2 separate regions of the Gossypium arboreum genome follow, and region 2 is linked to region 1. Evidence: chromatin contacts called from public Hi-C data. All regions are on one chromosome and are shown on one strand. Each heading gives the region's core, a stretch centred on a gene start, on an enhancer-like site or on the middle of the called end of the contact. The rest is flanking DNA. Distances are from core to core; before and after follow the strand shown. Region 1 overlaps LOC108472513 ((-)-kolavenyl diphosphate synthase TPS28, chloroplastic-like). Region 2 holds the start of LOC108474058 (F-box protein SKIP17).

Region 1 (7,055 bases), core at 1,500-3,999:
TGGGTATGCAGATGCTAACTTGGGGTTGGATTTTGATGATCGGCGGTCTACATCGAGTTACTGTGTATATTTTGATCACATACCCATATCGTGGTGTTTCAAGAAACAACAAATGGTCTCACGATCCACGGCTGAGGCTGAATATTGGAGTCTTGCTTCAGCCACCAGCGATGTTACTTGGTTAATTTCGTTACTTAAGGAATTACAACTTCAATCCGATGATACTCCTAATATTTGGTGTGATAATTCTAGTGCAGTTGCCGTTGCAGCTAATTCTGTCTTATATTCCAAGTTCAAACATGTCGAGCTTGATCTGTTCTTTGTTCGCGAGAAGGTTGCTGATGGCTCTGTTGTTGTTGGTGAAGTTCCTGTGTGTGACCAGGTTGCTGACATTGTTACCAAGCCACTTTTTGTATTGTACTTTACTTGTTTTCGAAATCTTCTTCGGGTCTTACCTGTCGGGAAGATGGATGAATGTTAAGGAGTTAATCTGTGTAAGCTAGTCTATTAGTTGTAGTTGATATTCAAGCAGTTGAAGTTGAGCTACAGTTAAACTGTTAGCAAGTTGTTAGCAAGAAGCAATTATTCGTAGGTTCTATAAATACTATAATCATAATGTACAGAAGCAGATTAGAAGTACAAATACAAAATATTTTCTTCAAAATTAAACATAGTTTTCTCTCTATTCAATTTCAGTATAGCTTCATTTACAATTCACAAACTTACCGTAGCTTTCAAAATATCAGAAGCTTAGTTCATGCTACTGGGAATGGAGCAATGCCAGCAGTGAGTTTCAGAAAATTTTGACATTATAAAGAGATGCTGATCGCATTTGTAAATTATCTCTAGTTCTTATATTTTAGCAGAACTCAAGAAGGGGTGAATGCACATATAATTAAAATTGGTTTTCGTAGTCTTTTATCATATCAGATTGATGTTAGACCTCTTTTTTTGGTCTCAAGAGTGGCATGAATTTTGTAATTCCTTAAATTTCAGTCCTCCTTTTTACTTTTTGGCATCTTAGATAATTAAATAAATTCTTTAATGCAAACTTATCTTGTCATTGTCCTGGAGAAATTATCTACTTAATGAGTTTTTACGCTGTTAAATTTAAAATTAATACCGTTTCAAGACATTGTCTTCTCTAAAGTCTCGAGCAAGTTAGATCACAATGGAATCTATACCATTTGAAGCAATGAACGTGATACAATATGTTGTTATCCGACTTTACTTGCATTTTCTGTTTCTTTTTTTAATTTGTAATGAGCGAATATAATACAAGACTATCATGAAGAATGTCATCAATCTCCAGGTTTCTCCTTCAAACAAGTATGCTGTTACTGGGAAATTTTAATTGCAAGTCAATAAGTTTTATCTGAAACCTATTGAATTGGATAAGGGGCATTCGAATAGAAAGTCCTAGTCTTGAACATGTTTGTTAACTCCACCCTGTTTCTCTTTTTCCATAGCATTTTGCATGTACATTCAGCTTGGCTGCCATGTCTTTCATTCTTGTCAAGTTAACTTCTATCAACTCTTCAACAGCCTAGTTTATATGCCTGATAATACATCCATGCTTGCTCATGGTAGGAGGGAAAATAGGCCCTGTCCTAAACTTTGAACTTGCCAGGATGCTTATATTTTTCCATAGAAGGACAGTGGCAGAGATTTGGAGAGGGTTCTCGATATTGTGCATGTCAAATATGAAATTTCTTGAACATATCCATTAAACCAAATTGTTTCAATGGAAAAATGCTTCCAAAAGTGCCAGTTTTCACAATGATGCTCTCTCATGTCCTGCATATGTTTGTGTATGGAAATGTGTATAAATGCAAGAAAGGCTCACCGACCTTTTCATTTCTACATCTTGGATATGTAATATACAGACGGGTACTATGCTATTGTTCTGGAGAGGAAGTTGGGCTAGGTAAGTGGATTTGGATGTCCAACTAGTACTTTGTTTTTTTCTTTTTTGGTCCAAGTATACTGCCTCTTACATTTTCATTTTGTGGTTTCTTTTAGAGATATGAGGAAAGCTTTATCTAGAGATGTTATAAAGAAGTCAAATCATCCCCCTAAAACGTCCAGTTACACCTGATGAATTGGAGTGTGATTAGATCCGTTATCCACGGAATTTCTCCAAACTATTTCTGATGGTGATGCATCACAACATGGTCATGTTTTTTTCTTGAAATACAGAGGTGGGACATAAGAGAGCTTTAGGTATGTCAAACGTGATATCCAATATCATATTCTTAGTAATGAATTCACTCGGTGCTCTGTATGTGGTCTTTCACTGTCCCTTGTATTTTTGTAACTTCCATTGTTGTTTTACTTTTTATATTGATTTGGTAATTCATGTATTTATAGTGTTCACATATCTCATGTCATAATTGTGTTTTAAGGTATTTAATACATGTTATATATATATATATATATCGACACTTTTATATATTGTCATATCTTCAAATTAAGATGCTTTTGAGTTTTCCTTTCAGCAGATCTCTCTCTAGATTTGCAGTTTTCATCATTAAAAGCGCATGCTGATCTGTTATATATCCAGCATTGCATGTTTATAAAGTTAAGATTAGATTCTTAGAGCTCCCCTTTAAGCTAGCATATCAACCGAGAACCACTTTATGGAGAGTTCAACTGTGTTTATAACATTTCCATTCCTAGAGTTCCCTTTCGATGCTCATTTGAAGAGGGTTCGCCACTTGCCCAACGTGTGGCTTTTTTCAGAATTGTGGGGTACATGCACACAGGCACACCATGAAAGCAATCAACACTATTATCATGAGCCGAAAAATCCAACGCATCTCTTCTTTGAAAACCAATTGTGTGTATGGGTATAGTTTTTGAAGCAAAAAAGTTGTTTGGTTATTCTAGTAAAGATTTGCATCGTTGTCAATCATGAACAAAAGTTGACAGGACCAAAAGTTAGTAACACTTACCGTATTTTATCGAAGAATATGGGTTTTCTGGTGTGTGGTCCAAAATGGGGCAACAATGGTGGAGGCCCCAGGAAGAAGTTGGCCATAAGTTAGAATGTTGTGGGGGCGAGATGGGTCCGGCCTCATCTGCATGTTGGCCGCTTGGACAACAGAGAAACAAGGAAGATGAGGGTGCTCACGTGCCCTCGTCTTATTCAAGAAAGAAATGCTGAACCACTCACAAAGCAGCTGAGCAGACATGGGTTTGATGATTACTAAAATGGGTTTTCGTCCAAACCAGGGTTCAACTTCACTCCTTTCTGCTTTTCTATGGGTTCTTGCTTTCGTGTCAACATTTGGTACTGGAGTTCTCCATAACATTGTTTTGTAGCCGACATGGCATGGAGGAATAATTTCAACTTTAACTCCATACTGTCAACTGGTGCACTGCTGCTTCCTTTTTCGCTTTTTCATGATTCCAGAAAATGCCAAACAATGAGAAGAGCTGATGATGCCCTTGCCAACCCATAAGGAATTAACCAAAAAAATAAAGCCGTTAGAGAATTGTGTGCATGCGTAGTCGTAGACTTGCTTTAGGATCCTGATTCCTACATTTTAGCTATCCATTGTCAATTCCAGGTTCTCTGCTCCGTACAAATTAGTAGATCTCGATTCTGCTGTGCGGTTCGCAATCCCTTTGATTATTACTCATGTGGTCCTCCTCCTGTTTTCTGCCTCAACTCAACCCCAAGTTGTTGAGCGTTTATCATCATCATCATCATCATTATTATAGTTTTTTTTTTCTTTTCAGTTTAGTATGGGAAACTGTAACCCAATTTAAGGGTATTAAAAAGTTTAATTTGTAAAACTTTCAAAATGGTACCGGTGGTTGAATTGATTAGATCACTAGTTTCTACTTTGACTAATTTAATCAAGTTTTTTTATTCAATTGAATAAATTATTTTAAAATTTTAAAAATATAAAATAAAATATTAGAAATAGGAAAAATTGGTTTAACCTGATTAATCATCAACTCGACTAATTTTTTAATTTGGTTTGTATTGATTTATTGGTCATTCGGTCTAACTCCTTATTTCATATCGGGTTTTTTGTTCAATAGGAAAAAGTGTTTTGAAATAGTATGGTTTGTTAATTTCAAGTGTTTGTCATTGCTGTCAAAAATTACTGTAGAAAGTTAAAATATTCATTTTAGACATAATGTTGGAACTTAATAAATAAATAAATTTACACAATATTTAAATAGTTCAATATAATTGTACATTAAATATATATTTTAAATACTTTCTTTGTAATTTGTAAATTTAATAATACATGAAATATTTTATAAATTTTAATACAATAATAAATGATATTTAAATATTTAATATAATGATAAATCATATTTAAATAGTTTAATATAATGATACATAAAATATAAATTAATCTAAAATTTTAAATACATTTTAAATGGTTAATATAAATCAGGATATTTTTATAATTGTACTTCAAAATGCAAAAGTCAAAAGCACCTAAGTCGTGGAAAATCAATTTTTGACAACGCTTTTTGTAACAACCCTAAATTTTTTATATTTTAAAAGCAATTATAAATTGAGATAATGTACAATTGATTTCTTGATAAAGTAAAATAAGAAAATGAAAGTGATAAAAGAGAAGGTTGAGCATAATCAAAGAAAGTTAAATTGAAAAGTATGTTGTAGTATACTAAACTAAAGTAAGGATTAAATCATAAAGATGTAAAAAGTTTTGAGGTTCAAGTATAATTATTTGAAATTTGGGGAAATGAAGTATAAACATGAGAAAAAATAAGGACCAACAGAGAAAATAATCTAAATTTCTTATGACATGAAATTGGTGTGTAGGGACCAAATTGAATAAGTGAAGTCAGTAAGTGACGTCGCATGTTGAACCCCTACGTTGCGATGTTATCCCAAAATTTTGCATTTCAATCCTTGTTCGACCTTAGATTGTGTAGAAAGCTATTATAAACCATATAAAACTCGAAAATAAATATGAAACATATAGGAAACATATATTGACTCAAATTAATTATGTAGACACTTAAAATTATTTGAATTAGACTATAATGATTCCGACAACGAATATAACATCTTGATAACTGGACACAACAATTGAGTCAAGTATAAGGGTATTATACTTTCTAACACTAAAATCCAAGTGTTTGACATTGTTTTTGGGATTAAAAAACACCTTTTAGCACTTAAAAGCATTATTAATTGAGCGTGAGTAAAGTTATGATCTCCATACATTTGTGTTAAGAATAGTGTCGCAAGTAGAATTGTTCATAATATTCATATTGAATTAGGTTTGAGCTAAATATCAAATAAGATATATAGTTGCTTATTAATTATATAATTTTTACTATTATTAATATTTTTATTAAATTTCTAAATATAAATAATTTAACATACATTTTACTATTTATATTATGGTATAATATATTTAATTTGTATGATAAAAGCTGCATAATATATAAATAGAAGAAAAAGTATCATATTATAAACTTGAAAATAAATTAATTTAAATAAAATTAAACTTTGAATATTAAAAATTTAACTCGACCATTTTTAAATAAATATAATTTTTATTTAAATCTAATATTTTTATATAAATCTTTTCAAAATTTCAAACCAACCAACCCAACATTTTAACAAGTTGCAACTGACAAACCGACAAAATAAATCAAATAACATAGAAATTAGGTGGAAGACTAGAAGTCAAAATTTGCTACTTGGAGAGAAAATGTGGGATTAGTGACTAGGTAATATTTAGTCAAGCAATTTGCTTCATCTAAAATAACTTTTACAAGTTTAACCAGCACTTATTTGTTATAGTGGCATCCAAAGAAATACATACTACTTGTCTACATCTCAATGCCTTTTGGATAACGCACCAATGATAGAGGTATAAGATGGAACTAATACTTGTTATTTCTTAAAACACTTTAATCTATTGGAGGAAGAATTATATGAAATATGAAATATGAATATTATTTTTTTAATAGTTTAATATTATATTAGTAATTTTATTCTGAATTTTAAGATTTTTATTTTCATTTAATTTAATTTTTGGATGAAATTATTAATGTTTCATTAAACTATTAAACGTGTACAATCCTTTCTCAATTCACTAAGATTTTAAGTGTCATGAAATTTTCCATTAATACCAACATGATGAAACTTCTTTTTTCATAAAAGAAATGGCAATTAATAGATATATGAAGAATTGTTTGGATTTAAATTTGAAGAGAGCAGTATTATGATGTAGCTAGGTTAAATGTAGTGGGAATTTGAGATTTTGAATTACTAATTTCAAATCAGAAATCAAAGTGTGTGGGATGTTTGAATGCCCACCTCACATTGAAAGAAGCACCAAACCTTATCATGTAGTTTCAAATCTGATGCTGTCTGCCATCTTTGGTATACTTTAGGAGGAGGGTTATGTCACAACAAAAGCTCAAAGGAGGTGAAACACTTTATTCAATGTGGTTAACTAGATGTACCACCATCTAAATTTGTCCAAAACTCTGTTGTTGTATTATGGACTGGTCCATTGGTCATTTTGGGTGCCATAAGTATTTCTTTTAAATAAAGGTTGTGGTTCCTTTGTCATCCTAGGATCAAATGTCTTGCTTCCTAGGAACAATGATCTTTGGTTTACTTTTCTCTTAACCGATACTAACTTCATATCTAGCTAGATTGAGGAATGTCACAATTAAGACCATAATTATATTCATTTCATTGATGTCGGTGGGTGGAAAGAGATAGAGAGGGACATATAAGCATGCTTTATTTGGTAAAATCTATATGTTTTACCAATACCAATGTTGTTCAAAATCAGATTATACTTTTTCTAGCTTTATACTAATCATCAATTGTTGATAAAATATTTCTTTTCCCTTTTGGGTTTTGCAAATGATAAAATTAATGTTCATTTTTGGGTATTGCCATTTCATTTATCACTGACTTTTTCAAGTGATGGAATTAATAAGCTGACAAACCAGATATTTTGTATAGTAATTCGACCAAAAAAGGATCTTGTCAAAGGCAAGGAGCCATTGCTTTTTATCATTGTCTATTTCTT
Region 2 (7,055 bases), core at 2,069-4,568, 83 kb before region 1:
AGGACAAAGAAACCCAAGTCAAAATCAAATTTCATTTCCCAGCACCTTTCAAGTTATCTTAAAATATTTATTTCAGAACAAAAACACTAAGAAAATGAAGTAACCACTAAATTAGTTTAAGGATAGACCATACCATCCTTCTGATGGAAACTCGGCCAGCAAACAAATATTTGGTCTTACTTCCAAAACCTGCTTTAAGGGAATAATGCTGCAGAATACACAACATTAGATATTAGTAAAACATAAAGCAATATCAGCAGTTTAGCAGTCTCACAGAATTTATTTACCTCGAGTTGTAAGATCTCTGATACCAGTCACCTTCAGAAGCTAAACCTTCCCTATTAGATATGTCCTACGGGATGGAGGTAGCCAGAGTCAAAACCAGATTCAGCATCAAAATGGATTATGGAAATGCTAGTCACCTATCAATTTTACTCACAAGATATCGAAGGAACTTAAAATCTCCTGCAAGAACTGCTGTCAAGAACCGAGCAACTTCCACCTGCACATGAGAAGTCAGACTGGAGAGAGACAGACTGAGACAGAGGGGAAGCTTCGCTCTAGGGGAAGAGGTAGGAGGTTAGGTTCAGACCTCACCTCTTTGAGATGCATGCAGTCCCTTAAAATTAAAACCTCTAGTAGATTCCCACCAAAGCCACTTCCCAAATTCCTGATTAAAAGTAGAACAAAAATCTCATAATGCACAAAAGGTAAGTTGCAAAAACAGGATGTTAAAGGATTTTCCTAGGTAGGGTTGAAAAGAGCTGCATGGACCTCAAAAATGTTCCGCTGATCAAGTAAGAAGTTGAAAAATCAGCATATTTAAGTTTCCGGAATCCCTGCAAGTAATATGAAGGATTAAACTTCTCAATTTACATTCAGATCAAATTTATAACAAATATTTAAGACCATTGCTCATTGCAACATAATCAAATAAAATCACAACTCTACCAGGCATACAACACCCACTCGACCAGAAGTCAAGATATTTATGCAACCCGACCCTTCCTAATACCTTCAAATCATTGAGATTATATGTCAATCACAACTTAGCAACTCTGGCCAAAAAAAAAACCTTAACAACATAAAACAAGTGCATACCTTAACAAGAATGCGAACTTTATAATCCTGAAGTTTAAAACCTCTCAGCGACAAAGAAGAAATATTAGGACAATTGTTCACCAAATCCACACATGTCGGCGATTTCAAGCTGTCATCCCTTCCTGCATTATCATGAACTTTGAGCAGGTGTGTTAGAGCACTTAAAGACACACTCATGAAGAGAGTCCATACCTGTTTTAGAAGACTCGAAGAATAAACGCTCTATCAAGTGACAATTTGAGCTCACTGATATCAGAGTTTGCCTCAGCTCAACATGACTGCATCAAAAGGAGGGTGATTGAACAAATTTGAAAGTTAAACAAAGAAGAAAAAAAAAGAATCAGCTACTCTGCTAAAACAATACTGGTATCACAAATAATTGCAAAGCAAATTGCATTAAAACTAACAAAACACAAGGATAGAAGTACTTCTTTAATTAATACAGAATGTTACATTTAGTATTGACATCAGTATGCATATTTATGTTTGTGCACATGGAAAATCAATCTTTTTGTGACTGTTTTTTTCTTTGATTTGTCGTTCCATATTTTTCCATATGTAGGAACAACTTTAAAGTTGTAAGTTTTTACCGCTTGTTATATCATCCAGCTGCTATAGCGCCATACTGCATGCTCAAGCCAACAGAGAAGAAAGGAAAAGGCAAAACGGTAGGGCTGAGAAATGTAAAACCAGCTTAAATAGAGACACTTACAGGCCAACAATTTCCAAATCAAGTAAAGAAGGGCAAGCAGCTAATGCCACACAAAATGATGCATTGTCCATTCTTTCAATATTGTAAAGATGCAACCTCCTCAAAAGAGTCCTTACAAATGAAAATACCAAATGATAAGAACAAAATGAACTTATTACATAAATCACATTCTAAACAAGAAGTCAATGCATTCAACCATACCCAGCGGCACCATTGTCCCCACTTAATGGGTATAAGCAGGACCTTGTAAGAATAGATGATTCCTTCCCTTGCCTGGTCTTTTTGTCGTTCCAAGAAAAGCTAGATACATCTACAGAATTCCTGATGCTATAAACCAATGGTTGGCAGGAACCAGGAGACGACGTTGGGCCAGGTACAATTCCAAGCTTAAGAGATCTAAATAACCATTCAAAACATGGTAAGTAAGAAGAAATATAGCAAAATAAACAACCACATTTAAATACAAATCAACTAGCTAATACTAAGTCACATTAATCTTTTTTCATAATATATAATATAAAGGAAATGGCAAGAACAACTTCTGAGTTACTAATTAATGAACTCTGTAAAAATATTTTCAATATGTCAAAGACCATTTTTTTTTTTATAGAAAGTATGTCAAGACTGAAGATATTATAAGCGATAACAACACTTTTTTGCAACGAAAAAGGTAACTTAAGTATCGGTTTAAGATCCTGTATTTATTACTTAATTTAAATGTTGAATTGCAATAGCGAAAAAAATGGAAGGAAATCTTACCGGAACGATTTTCCGGCTCGTTGGATCATGGTGGAGACAACGGCATTATTAACCTTAGGCACGACAGTGGTGAGGTCAATATTGGCATAGCACAAAGGATCCATGGCACACTTGTTAAACATCGAACACGTTGCCGCGGCGTAACAAAGACTCTGCGAATCTAACATCGAAAACACCTGCAATAAAAAATCACGAAAAAAGGAAATCAAAGCCGTCGATGAAAAAATGTGGAAGAAGATGGTATTTACCTTGATGGTGAGATCAGGAGGGAGGGCCCAGGCGATGGAGTTATGAAGCGAAGCACGTTTCCGAGCAGAGCGATTGGCGGCACGGAGGAGAAGGGAACCGAGATTGTGAGCACGATCGATCAGGAGAGACTGATCAGCGTCGGAAGGAGCAGATTCGAGGAGGCGGTCGAAGGAAAGGTCGAGGGAAACAGGAGGAGAGGAATCGGAGAGAGAAAGGAAAGAGAGGAGGAGGTTGTCCATCTGAGAGAAGGAAGAAGGAAGCATAGGGTTTTCGGCGGAAGAAGGGCAAGGGCGTTTGGCCATGGAACTTGTTGAAGGGTGGAGGAGGGTATCCATAGCGAGTGGTGGTGGATGTAGGGGAGAGAGAGAAAAGAAGGTTGAGTAGTATTGGTGAATCTTTTTTTAAAGGTGATAGATTGAGCGGAGGGTAGGATTGGATGACACGTGGCGCTTTACGTGGGAGGATTTCTGGGTTATAATGTTTTTGGATGGTGGATGTACCACCGTGTGTGTATTTGTCATGGATCAGACTAAAAATGTTGAAGGGTCGGGTCGGGTCGGGTCGGGTCGGGTCGGGTTTATATCAAATCCAAGGTATATAAATTAAAATTTTTAAGTTTAGATTTGCTCGGTTCAAAAATAGGTTTATTTTTATTTAAACTCAATTTAATTTAAGAATAGTAAATTTGGGTTCGACTTGATTCATCTCAGTATTTGATTAATTTAAAAAGGTAAATTTAGGTTCTAATCTTGGTTCATCTATATTTAATTTTTAATATTAATTTTTATTTTAAAATAAAATTTTTAAAAATATATAATACACTAAAGTTAAAATAAAAACTTTCTAACACATTAAAAAATATTTATATTAAAAGCGATACCATAAATATAATAAATCTTTTATTATATTAAAAACACAAATAAATATAATAAATGTTTTAGTTATTTAGTTGGGTAATTTTTTTTTAGGTTTTGCTTAATGGGTTTAATTGTTACTGTATTAGTGATTTAATATAAATATAAATATATATATATATATATATATATAATTATTACTTAATAGATATAAGTAATTTAATTATTTTTATAACATAATATATTTTGGTCGAGATGAGCTCAGGCTAAAAAAATCTTGCCCAATCCCGACCTATATAGAAAACAGGCCTTAAAATTTACCTAAGCCCTTTTTTCGGGTGTCACACCTCGAAATATTAAGTTTAAGTTGGAATGGTGATTTTGGATACTAAGTTGAAAAACTTACAAATTGATTGGGCTCTAATGCAAATAAGAGAGATTTGCGAACTAGTTGTGGAAAGATTGGATTTCAACTACAGTTCGATTACATTTGAACTAGAAAGTTTCTTAGTGGGACACATGATGATTATGGATATATACACTTGGTTGTTGAATTGATACCGGTGAAGAAAGTGTGGGAGTATTATATAAGAGAGAGAGAGACGTTGTTCTCCAGGCTATTATTTCATTTTTCTAATCTTCTTTCATCTTCTTCTCTGGTCTGTTCTGGAAGAAAGAAGGGTTGAAGAGCATTATGAATGGAGGGAAGAGACTGAAGTGTGAGCCTAAGAAACTGGAAATTTTGTAAGCTGATAAGTTTCCTAATCTCTTCATATGAACGGATATAAGAAAAGGAAAGAAAGTTAAGGATTTCAGTTATCCATCAATTTTATTCTTTTTGGATAAGATTGTGGATAATCATTTAAATGACATTTGCTTGCAAACAAAGTATGGTTCTTATAATAATGAATTATCTTTGTTGGAAATTCTGAAATGGTTGATGTTTTGTAAGTCGGAGGCTCGGGTAGTAAGGGAAAAGTTAAGTAGATGAATTTGGCGTTGACCTTTAGGTGAGTTCCAGAACTCAGGTCTTAAATGGTTGTTTATGTATTTTTAGTATTGTGTGCTGGGTATGTCTAAGTGAATGTTGTGTAAATGATGAGTTACTCTACAACTTTGTATAGATATGAAAATGCATAATTGGTTTTAAGTTTAACCATGTTGAATAGATGAAACGTTTCGCGTAATCTGTATTGTGCATAAACAATAGTATCGGTTGATTGCTTGTGTATGAAATGCATGTGCATGAATTATACGGAGTTGTGGAGGTTTGTCGAAGTGCGATTAGGATGGGAGGAGTAATAGAGAAAGAGAATATGATATGTTATAAGTTTTTCCTCTAATATGGCATGTGAATGCAAACCGAGATTGGTGAATGACCTCAACTTTATGGGGAACACTTATGTGTTCAAATTAACAATGAGGATTTACGAAGGTTTAAGCAAATTGTACGGAGAAAGTTGCACACTAGCATATGAAAGCCCATTACAGGTAGTATATAAGAGCCTTTTAAGGGTGGTAAAAGTCTCTGTGATGTAACACCTATTACTCGGTTCAGTCGCCAGACTCGAGCTATGGAATGTTATAGTCACAACTGGAACAAAACGCATCCAGTTCATAACGATTTTCAAATAAACATAGAATACTTCACAATTACAAAATTAATACTCAAATTAAACATAAATCATACAATCCAAGCGAATTCAATTCATAAACACCAAATACAACATTTCCAAGGCCTTATACGAGCTTACGGCTCCAGTATCACCTATAATTCAATTAGGACTAATTTGCAACGTTCCCAAAATTACAGATCAATTATATCATAAATAAATCCTTCAAATAATCATTCATGTCATAAACACTGAATTTTTATGATATATAATTAGATTCGACTCTTATTCTAACTTACGAAAACTCTTAAGTTTACTCGAGCACAAATAAAGATAAAATTTAAACATTTTTTTAAAGTAGCACAAATAAAGATAAAATTTAAACATTTTTTTAAAGTTAAAGACAAGTATGAAAAACATATGTCACGTGGCCGTGGACCCAGGCCGTGTAACTCTCTGTGACCGTGTGGCACAAAAATAACCATGCCTTCTAGTAGTCACATGGCTATGTAGCTAAGCAATGTAACAAATGAGGATCGTGTGGACCAAAATGTTAATATTTTACAAACTGCACACGGTCGTGCCTTCGGCCCGTGTATCTCGCACTACTATGTGGCCGCTTGTGTGGTACCAAATAGATCATAAAGTGTTTGCTTCAAATTCAATTTTTGAAGTAACTTCAAAACACATTTTGGCAATTCAAAAAATTGTTCAAAACATTTCAAAATCAAGCCAAAACATACATATATCAATCCCCTAATTCACTAACCAGTATGCCTCAATGGCACCATCACAAGTCAATGATTTCTAAAACATTCCAATTCATTCAACTCAATTAATATCATTTATGCTATTCACTCCATATTACTCAACCTTCTCATATATGCAAAATATTCATTTATCATCCACAACCAACACCAGTTATCATGTCATATTGGCACCAAGTAACCCCTGAACAAGAACACTTTAGATCATATAAATCAACTTCCAAATATACCTCATTTAGTACATAAATGACATCTCCATTTCTACCTTTTACATCATTGAAATCATGCACATATTCTTTATCCATTTATTTCTATATTAATCGCTTATGCATCAAGCCATTCTTAAGAATAAGCAAACCATTAAATTTCATCACTTATACACACACATACATATATATATTGAAATATAAGACATGTAAACATCATATGCAAGCCTTCAATACCATTGTCAATCATGCAAAACACTTACAGATATCAACCTATGTACATAGCATATAACCAATCAAAATAGAAACCACATTCAATAACTAAAGAATCAACACTCAAGATTGACCAAGACAAATCACCTATATACATGCCACAAAATCGAGCTTTAAACAATTAAAAGATTACCAAATCAACAAGATGATAGTGTGAGCTTCTCGATAATTCGTCTAACACATTCATCAAGTTGACAATCTACAGGGAAAAGGAAACAAGAGTAAAGTAAGCATTATAAATTCTTAGTAAGTTTACTGGTATTTAAACAACATCTTACTCTCTTTTTTTACGATTTAACACAACAAACTATTCAACTGGACAATTTTGCCTAAACATGGCAATCATAAATCAACAAGGTAAGTTCATCATATAACTAATTCATATAATAATTCAAACATTTAGAATTTTAATTAATTTTAATACCAATCACATGGAATCAGCAACTCAATACCATTCACAATATTCCAATCAACATTCCAATTTACAGATACAATTAAAAGTCTCAATGGTCCAAATGTAT

Evidence for each region. A called contact is a pair of places that touch in the nucleus more often than the background predicts.
Region 2: a Hi-C map of leaf shows a contact between it and region 1, with 1.9 times the contacts expected there. The contact joins the promoter of LOC108474058 here to the enhancer-like site in region 1. A contact is called at or near these places in 4 of 5 Hi-C or Micro-C datasets (all in leaf).

The regions. Positions count from the first base shown.
Region 1 is chr11:13,897,520-13,904,574 of ASM2569848v2, reverse strand. LOC108472513 ((-)-kolavenyl diphosphate synthase TPS28, chloroplastic-like) reads right to left here. Exons shown (of 15, transcript XM_017774051.2): 15 at 7,008-7,055. Among protein-coding and RNA genes, the nearest start is that of LOC108472513, 11 kb to the right of the region's middle. Within about 2 kb of position 2,749, at least 2 of the 2 cell types and tissues checked have an H3K27ac peak or open chromatin away from gene starts, as enhancers often do. A contact at or near this core is called in leaf, where this site is marked.
Region 2 is chr11:13,981,216-13,988,270 of ASM2569848v2, reverse strand. LOC108474058 (F-box protein SKIP17) reads right to left here and starts at 3,318. Exons shown (of 13, transcript XM_017775946.2): 1 at 2,821-3,318; 2 at 2,573-2,748; 3 at 2,015-2,209; 4 at 1,814-1,924; 5 at 1,294-1,379; 6 at 1,102-1,223; 7 at 775-839; 8 at 598-670; 9 at 440-502; 10 at 288-352; 11 at 134-208. The coding sequence starts at 3,156.